3 separate regions of the Mus musculus genome follow, and regions 1 and 3 are each linked to region 2. Evidence: chromatin contacts called from public Hi-C data. All regions are on one chromosome and are shown on one strand. The core of a region is the stretch at or near the end of the contact, and the rest is flanking DNA. Distances in the headings are between cores, read along the strand shown.

Region 1 (2,700 bases), core at 137-2,636, 830 kb after region 2:
GAGTTTGGGAGAGATAGAGCTCTTCTTAGGACACATAAATTGTAGAATTCTGTACTGTGAATTTAACAGTTACCATCTTAATGAGTCCTTGTGAGTACCCATGACAGACCCTCATGTTGGGCCTTTTGACATCCCTTCATAGAAGGAAGCATTTAGGAGAAACATTAGACTCTTGCTTGGGATGCTAGCCCCTCACTCTCTCCATGTGCTCCTGTCCCAGATTTATATAATCCTTCTTTAATTCACAGGGTCTCAGGAAGTGCTAGAGTATTTGGAAGATGGAAGGTTAAGTTAAAGGAAAAGTGCTGTGCCATCATGGGAACATCATTATCCACATTAGAGTGAGATGTTCCATTGATGTCGCCGTTTGGGGCCACCCATGCTTTTGTAAGTAAGTCTAATACACTCATTGATTCACCAAACTAGATTTGGGTACAATCTATCACTCTCTTGTCCTGTCACGGTATTTGGGGTAAGCAGATGCTTGGTCCTATCTCTCAGGATACGTCTGCAAAGCAGCTGGTGCAATACAGTGTTTTCCCCTTTTCTTTCTCTAGAGTCTAGTCCAGAATTTCATTTCTTATCCAGGATATTACAAAGAGCAAGCCTGTGGCCAAAGAAGTGCTAACAGATCTGACTCTAACAAACACCACACTGTGCTTTCTGACAAGGTTAGGATAGGATGAGGAAGCCGGTGGAAGCTTTGGGTGTTTAACTCCGGAATGTAGCATCGTTGAGAATGAAATCACCACGGTCCTTGTCTGGGAAGGCAAGACACAGCAGGAGACACACAAATACACTAAGGTATTGGAGTCAGTAACACACTGGTTGTCCCTCTATGGTTTTTGGAGAACATTTACTTAAAAGTGAGTGAGTAGCAATATTGCAAAGATGTAGGCTTCCAGCGGAAAGCTCTCAGCTTACCCTGAACTTGAGGTCACAGGACTGCCTGGAGTTTCAAAACACTAACTCCTTCTGTGAGAGCAGTAATTTAATACGCAGGCTTCTATTGTGCTTGGCCAAGCTTACCTAAATTACTTTTTTACGATGGATGGTTAAACTTGACCTTGTAGATTTGTTTTTGGAAACTATTTTTTTTTTTTTTTTTGGTAGTCTGAAATCCATTAGCGTTCAATTTGAAAACATCCTCTTTATACAATGTAAACAAACATCTGCCCAGTTTCAGTAAGCTTTGACTTTTCTAAAAGCCTTAAGTTGGGCCTGGTAGGAGGCTGGGAATGAGCAGCTTCTATTGTGTGGGAGGTGTTTTCACGGATACAGAAGGAGCAAAATGTCCCCACTGGTCCCAATTACCATAGCCCCTGCCTCCAAGGTTCCTGCCTGCAGCTCATCTCTTTGGTGAGGAAATGACTAGTTCATGAAGCTGTTCACAGCAGGGTAGTTTAGCTCCCACTGGCAAGTTTAGCTCCCACTGGCAAACATCCCATAGGGCTCTTCTACCTCCTGGAAATCATTCTTTTTCCAACTCAGGGGAGAGATTGCTCTCAACGATTTTAAATGGCACCCTGTGCTCAGCGGGCTACAAACGGAAGAGGAGTTAATTATTCCATTCAAACAACCAAAATCGAACACTGCAGCAGAGATGGAAACTTAAAATCAGTAGCAGGCTTTGAGAGCACTAGGAACAGAGCAGACACAGAAAAAGAAAAAAAAAATCATTTGAAAATCTAATAATGTTGCTTCACAATAACGTGCAGAGCCCCGGCATTTCATGCCTCAACTGTGTCTCCTTGTCTCTGCCCCTGGTGTCCCAAAGCTCTTGACCTCAATAACAGGAAATGACCTCATCAAACAGGAAATGACCTCACCAAACAGGAAGTATTCACAAAGGGCAAGGACCTAAATCAATCTCTTTGTGCCCAGAAGATGCAGAATTCAATTGGGAGGTTGGGGAGGAGTGAGAAACCCGCACAAATAAAATCAGAAATATGAGCAAAACATAACAGTGTTTAAACCAACACACAGTGCCAACACCTAGTGAAATGAGAACACTCACTCATCTGGGGCAAGATGAAGGATGATTCTTGAGACAGGAAATGGATTTTGAAGAAAGATTGAATTGGAGTGGGAAGGGGTGGATTTATGAAGACTGTATTTCATGAGTGAGAGAGAGAAAAATGAGCAAAAAATAAATAGGATAGACCCAGGAATAGAAAACAGAACATGATGGAGTCTGCAATGTACCTTAATATTATTACATCATTCAGAACCCATTCGAGAGTGAGGATTCACACCTGCTAATTTAACAGAAGGGAAATAATTTGAAAAAGAATAGCCTACATATAAAGTTATGAAATGGTGCATAGGAAGGTAATGTAGTACTGCAATGGATTGCAGCTTAAGGGGGAAAAAAAGGAGTTTACAAATTTAAAAGTCGTTTTATTAACTTTCACAATGTTACCTCCATCTTAAAATTTTTCTGTGTCCGCGTGTCTGTCCTTTTATTCACTCCTTTGCCACTTCTTATGGGGGCTTAAGGTCAAGAGTGAAGCCATGTGGGTTATGGTACTGCCTCCCACAGAATATAAACTAGCATGAGACCCAGTGGCTGGTTCAGCTCTTGCGCTGCTATGAACTATTGTGATCAGCAGGAAGTGGCAATGCGACACTGTAAAGAACATCACTTGTTGGTTGGTACAGATCACACTAAGCTTTGTGGGTTAAATGTGTGTGGGTGGA
Region 2 (2,700 bases), core at 193-2,692:
AATATCTAACGTCAACCTCTGGTCACCAGTATGGGAGAGTGCATCTCATACATACATGAATATGTGGCCCCAGGGCAGGGCAGAGGGAGAGGGAAGCAGAGGAGAGGAAGAGAAGGAAAGAAAATGTGAATCAACTGTCTTGTTTCTAGAGAAAGGCACAATCTTGTCTTCTAGAGAAAGACAAGTAAGTCAACAATGGTGCTGAGGACAGCTTGAAAGTAGGAGAGAAAGATCAGAAAATTTAGATTAACTGAAGGCACGGGTTTCTCAGAGGGAACTGGAGGGCTCTTGGTTCGATCGCTTAGCACTTACTGACTCAGGCATCAATCCCTAGGACATTTTTTTTTTTGCCATATCCAGGGATCCATCCCATAATCAGCTTCCAAATGCTGACACCATTGCATACACTAGCAAGATTTTGCTGAAAGGACCCTGATATAGCTATCTCTTGTGAGACTATGCCGGGGCCTAGCAAACACAGAAGTAGATGCTCACAGTCAGCTAATGGATGGGTCACACGGCCCCCAATGGAGGAGCTAGAGAAAGCACCCAAGGAACTAAAGTGAACTGCAACCCTATAGGTGGAACAACAATATGAACTAACCAGTACCCCAGAGCTTTTGTCTCTAGCTGCATATGTATCAAAAGATGGCCTAGTCGGCCATCACTGCAAAGAGAGGCCCATTGGACTTGCGAACTTTATATGCCCCAGTACAGGGGAACGCCAGGGCCAAAAAGGGGGAGTGGGTGGGTGGGGGAGTGGGGGGGTGGGTATGGGGGACTTTTGGGATAGCATTGGAAATGTAAATGAGAAAAATACCTAATTTAAAAAAAAGAATGAAAAGCTAATGGCATTAGTAATAATAAAATTAAAAAGAGAAGATTAAAACTCATTGTGCAGACTTTCTGTGATTTAAAATAATTTTTATAAATTCTCTATCAATATCTTCATCTGTTTTGTAGACCAGGCAGGCTTTAAGTACTTTGTCTTTTCTGATAACCTAAAACAAGGCAGAAGTTTCCTCTCTTTCCTCTCACATCCCTCCCTCTTTTCTCCTTTCCTGCAGTTCAATGTGAAGTACTTTATTTAAACAAACCCAAGCCAAGTTCTGCTGTCAGAGATTTCCATGCCAAGTCCTACCCAGGACACTCAGGCTCCGTTCCAAGTACTCCGATGTGATGTCTGTGGCAGTTGTGCGTAAGAAAGGGAGGGTGGGGGCCAACCCTGAGGCTGTCTGTAACAGTAACTGATGGAGAGCATTTGGCCCGAGCTGAGTGCACCTCCTTTCAGCAGAGTCATTTGTTGATAATGTCCTTCGCCAATCTGACGGCTCACATTGAGACAACTCGAGTAAGGAACAATTGTATAAATCACAGGGGCCAAATACAAATGTGAAACAAAGCATAAATAAACATAACTGTGCAGACTGCAAACGTCCGCAGGCTAGGTCACAGGACACTTGAGAACACAGCCAGCAAGACACGAACGCGAGCATGTGCTACGATAGACGAAGATGTTTAAAGAAAGTAGAAAAGAGGGTCAGGAGAGATGGCTCAGCTGTTAAGATTCTGCGATGCTCTTGTCGAGGGTCTGAGTTCAGTTCCCAGAAACCATGTCAAACAGCTCCCAACAGGCTATAAGTTCAATTCAAAACAGAGCTCATGTTTCTGGACTCTGAAAGCAGCCTGCTCCTGTGCACATGCCCATACTCACATAGGCACACTTAACAAATAAAATTGTAATTTGCCTCTGAGGGCACCCATATTCCTGTGCACAGACACAGGCACACATACAGTACACACACAATTAATGTATAACATTAATATTTTAAAGGAAAATCAAGTGTTCCATACATGTATGTAATGAATTTTGTGATTTTTTTCCCACCTCCATTTTGCCTCTGTCTTCCCAACTCCTCCCACTTGAATGTCTTATTCCTGTGTTATACACTGGCTTTCCTTAGAGTTTCTCCTCTGAGCTTGGGTGTGATACCATTTACTGGGGTAAAGCTAATTTAACAGTGGCTACACTATTGAAGAAAATGCCACACTCTTTTCCAAAAGGGTGTAGCTGCCAATAGCCCCCCAGACAGAAAAGGACTCATGGTTCTCCCTTATCCACAGTGTGATATTGGTAGAGAGAATCATGTGCAGAGACAAGCACACTTGCCTTGAGTTTTAAGTGCAATGGCTGTTATGTCCATAACATATTGTTTTTGCTGCTCAGTTCCTCATTTTCTGGTTCTAGTACCCCCTTCTGAGATGTCCCCTGAACATTAGCGGGATAACACTGATGTCCTGTTTAGGACCAGGCATCTCTCTGTACTTATTCCCAGCATTTCAGCCAGGTGTGGGATTGTATTATCCACGCCACACAGCATTAAGAAGCTTCCCAAGTGAATGGTAGGAACAGTACAAGTCTACCTGTACATTCGCAAGTACTTATACAGAGTTTGCCAATATGGACGTTTAGAAAAACAATAGGAGTCTTCTGAGAATAAGTTTAAAGTTATAGAGAAGTCCCAAGAGGCCTGCGCATGGTTCAAGCTGATAACAATATAAATAATACATTAGCCACACATTGATATGATTAGAAAGATCAATAACTATGAGGACCAGGGGAAAAAAAAAACATTGTTTCATTACTTCACCTATGGAAATAATCTAAAGATGTTCATTGGTGGGAAACAAGACCTACAA
Region 3 (2,700 bases), core at 94-2,593, 570 kb after region 2:
CAGAGCAGGAACACAGGGCAGGAACCTGAAGCAGGAACTGGGCAGTGGCAGAAACTGCTTGTTGTTTTTTTCCCTCCTGGCTTCTTCAGCCTGCTTCCTTACACAAGCCAGGACCACCTGCTCAGGGCTGGTCTCCCACATCAACTAATAAGAAAGAATATGCCCCACAGGTTTGCCTGCATGTCAGTCTAATGGAGGCATGTCTCTCAATTTAGGTTCCCCCTTCCCAGATGACCAGAGCTCATGTCAAGTTATTAAAAAATTAAGCAGCAAACACATCAGGTAAAGGAAAAGGCTGTGGCCTCAGAAGCCAGGAATGCATTTGGTATTACCTTCATCTCCTTCCACTAGCCTAGGGAGAGCCAAAAGCTTGGCGTCTGAAGCCACATTAGGTCGGGAGGGTGGTGGTAGTGGGAGCATGTCTGGATGGGTCTAATGTAATTTTAACACTGGGAAGTTTGTGTTTAATCTAGGAGAAAATGGTTTTACGGAGGTTCATTTCACTGGATAAGGGCAGATCCAAAAAAAAAAAAAAAAAAAAAAATCGAGAGCAGAGTTCCAGGAAGAAGTCCTGGGTGATGGAGGTGGAGGAAAAAGAGCCATCACTCGGTATCTTTTCTGGCCTAACTTTGATCTCTTCCCCATCTTAGATTTTTACCTCCCTGCCTCCTTCAATCCCAGATGCCGGTCCCCTTCTCTGAAATTATCCACGTCAAGCAAATATGCAATGATAATACATTTAAAAACCCACTTCCCATCTCCAAACACGGAGAAAAATGGGTCATTCTGCATCCTGTGCCCTTCTCTGGTACATTCTAAAGACAAAAATTCCAGATTGCAGTGGCGTGAAGGGTGACCTCCTACCAAAAGAAAAAGAAAATAGAAAAAAAAAAAATCCTGTTTCTTTTGCTAATGTTCTCGGCCTCGCTCCACCTCTCCAAATAGAGAGAACGAACTGCGGATAAAAATGCACGCATCGCAGCCTTAGCTCCTCAACCACATTTGGGAGAGGCCTGCGGGGTCGGGTGACTCAAGCTCGCGCGGGGACGAGCCGAGAGCGCTCCCGACTTCCCTGGAACCTTAACGTCCTACGGTTCACCTTCTCCCGATTGCGGGGTCCTCTCCCTGACCCAGATCACTCCCCAACTTGGTTCCCAGACCCCATCGGGAGCGCGGCTCCCCTTAGCCCAAGACGCCGCACCTGTGGGCTCTGGGTCGCCTCCCGCTGCGCTCGGGCGCAGCTCCCCGAGGCTCCGCTAGGGGTCTCTGTCGGGTGGCGAGCCGGGTGGGCGGGATCAGCTGACTCTGCCGGCTGCGAGCCCCGCCGCCTCGCTCCAGCTCTGTCAGTTTCCTCGGCGGCGGGAGGCGAGAGCACCGGGAGCAGAGCGAGCGCGGGGCCACCGGAGACGGCGGCGGCGGCGCGGACACAGCCAGGGCGCGGCGGATCTTCCACTCGCACACGGAGCACTCGGTGGCCCACGCAGGATCACGATGCTGCCCAGCTTGGCACTGCTCCTGCTGGCCGCCTGGACGGTTCGGGCTCTGGAGGTGGGTGCCGCGCCTTGGGAACGAGACTGGGGAGGCGGGCGCCGGGAGGACGCGATCCTCCCCACCGAGGAGCTTGAATCTCGAGACGTGGGGGGCTGTCACGGGTAGACCGCTCCTCGCCGCCCCCGCCTGCGGGCGCCCTGCGCTTCGGCGGCTCTGGCCCAACCCTGCCCGGGGACGCGCTGCCCGAGCGATGAAGAGGGAATGGGTTAGGGCGCTGGGGTCCCCATATCCGTGCCAGCCTAGGGCTGGAAGGCGAGGGGACGAGCCTGAACGCAGACCCTGACTCCTCCCTGCGTTGAGAGCTGGACTCCGGGATGCGAGAGACACCCAGTTCGAGGGGGAAGGGACACGTGTGGAAAACCGAAAGCGTAGCGTCTCAGGATTCAGTGCCCTGCGAGGAAATCGCCGCCCTTCCCCTTCCTTGGGGTCCTGGGTTGGAATGGGGGCAGCTCTGGATGCTGGGGAGCGCCTGGCTCACACTCCCTTCCCACCCCCGCCTGTCTTGACTGCGAAGCTGGGCTTTGCTCCTGGCGGCCGCGGGCGGCGGCTGCCTGCGCAGCGACCCTCTCCCGAGTCGGTGCGGGGTCGCGCACCGCCGCCTTCCTTTTGCAAACTTTGTGCATTTTCGTGTCTCCCTTTTGTGTAAGTTCCAAGTGATGGGAGGGATCGGAAAGTGCGGCCACCCGGCACCGTCCCTCAACCTGGACGTCCAGGACTCTTCAGTGCACCTCCAGTTTCTCCCTGAGTCTGAGAAGGTCCCCGGGAACAAAAGCCGCGACACCCCGCCCTCGCCGTCCAGGGCGCGGTGGCGGAGCCCTGGTAGTTGGTGCGCCACCGCCGTTCCTTTCCCCGAGCTGCGCGTCTGCCCCCGAGGGCCTAGAGGTGCTGCTAGGGCCCCGCGGTCTCCCACCCCCGCATCACCACCACCTACTGGCAATCCTGTGAGGGACTGCAAAGTCCTGAGAGAGAGAGAGAGAGAGAGAGAGAGAGAGAGAGAGAGAGAGAGAGAGAGAGAGAGAGAGAGAGCGAGCCGGGAGTGAGGCGTGCGTCTGGGAAGGGCAGTGCCTGGTGGTGGGGAGGCTGAGGCTCCAGGGCATCAAAGGAGGCGTTTGTCTGATTAAGGTGCGGCCTCCTATGGGGCAGATTTGG

What was found. Hi-C and Micro-C count contacts between places; a contact is called where the count stands out from the background.
Region 1: a Hi-C map of uterus shows a contact between it and region 2. The contact joins two enhancer-like sites. A contact is called at or near these places in 1 of 484 Hi-C or Micro-C datasets (uterus) and 1 of 115 datasets of contacts at active chromatin or transcription factors (cardiomyocytes).
Region 3: a Hi-C map of uterus shows a contact between it and region 2. The contact joins the promoter of App here to the enhancer-like site in region 2. A contact is called at or near these places in 4 of 39 promoter capture datasets (the 3T3-L1 cell line, 3T3-L1-derived adipocytes and cranial neural crest), 1 of 484 Hi-C or Micro-C datasets (uterus) and 2 of 115 datasets of contacts at active chromatin or transcription factors (bone marrow-derived macrophages and neural tube).

Annotation. Positions count from the first base shown.
Region 1 is chr16:84,918,422-84,921,121 of GRCm38.p6, reverse strand. No RefSeq gene overlaps it. Among named protein-coding and RNA genes, the nearest start is that of Gm10791, 52 kb to the left of the region's middle. Within about 2 kb of position 1,386, at least 39 of the 459 cell types and tissues checked have an H3K27ac peak or open chromatin away from gene starts, as enhancers often do. A contact at or near this core is called in uterus, where this site is marked.
Region 2 is chr16:85,746,698-85,749,397 of GRCm38.p6, reverse strand. No RefSeq gene overlaps it. Among named protein-coding and RNA genes, the nearest start is that of Adamts1, 55 kb to the left of the region's middle. Within about 2 kb of position 1,442, at least 48 of the 459 cell types and tissues checked have an H3K27ac peak or open chromatin away from gene starts, as enhancers often do. A contact at or near this core is called in uterus, where this site is marked.
Region 3 is chr16:85,172,350-85,175,049 of GRCm38.p6, reverse strand. App (amyloid beta (A4) precursor protein) reads left to right here and starts at 1,343. Exons shown (of 18, transcript NM_001198823.1): 1 at 1,343-1,548. The coding sequence starts at 1,492.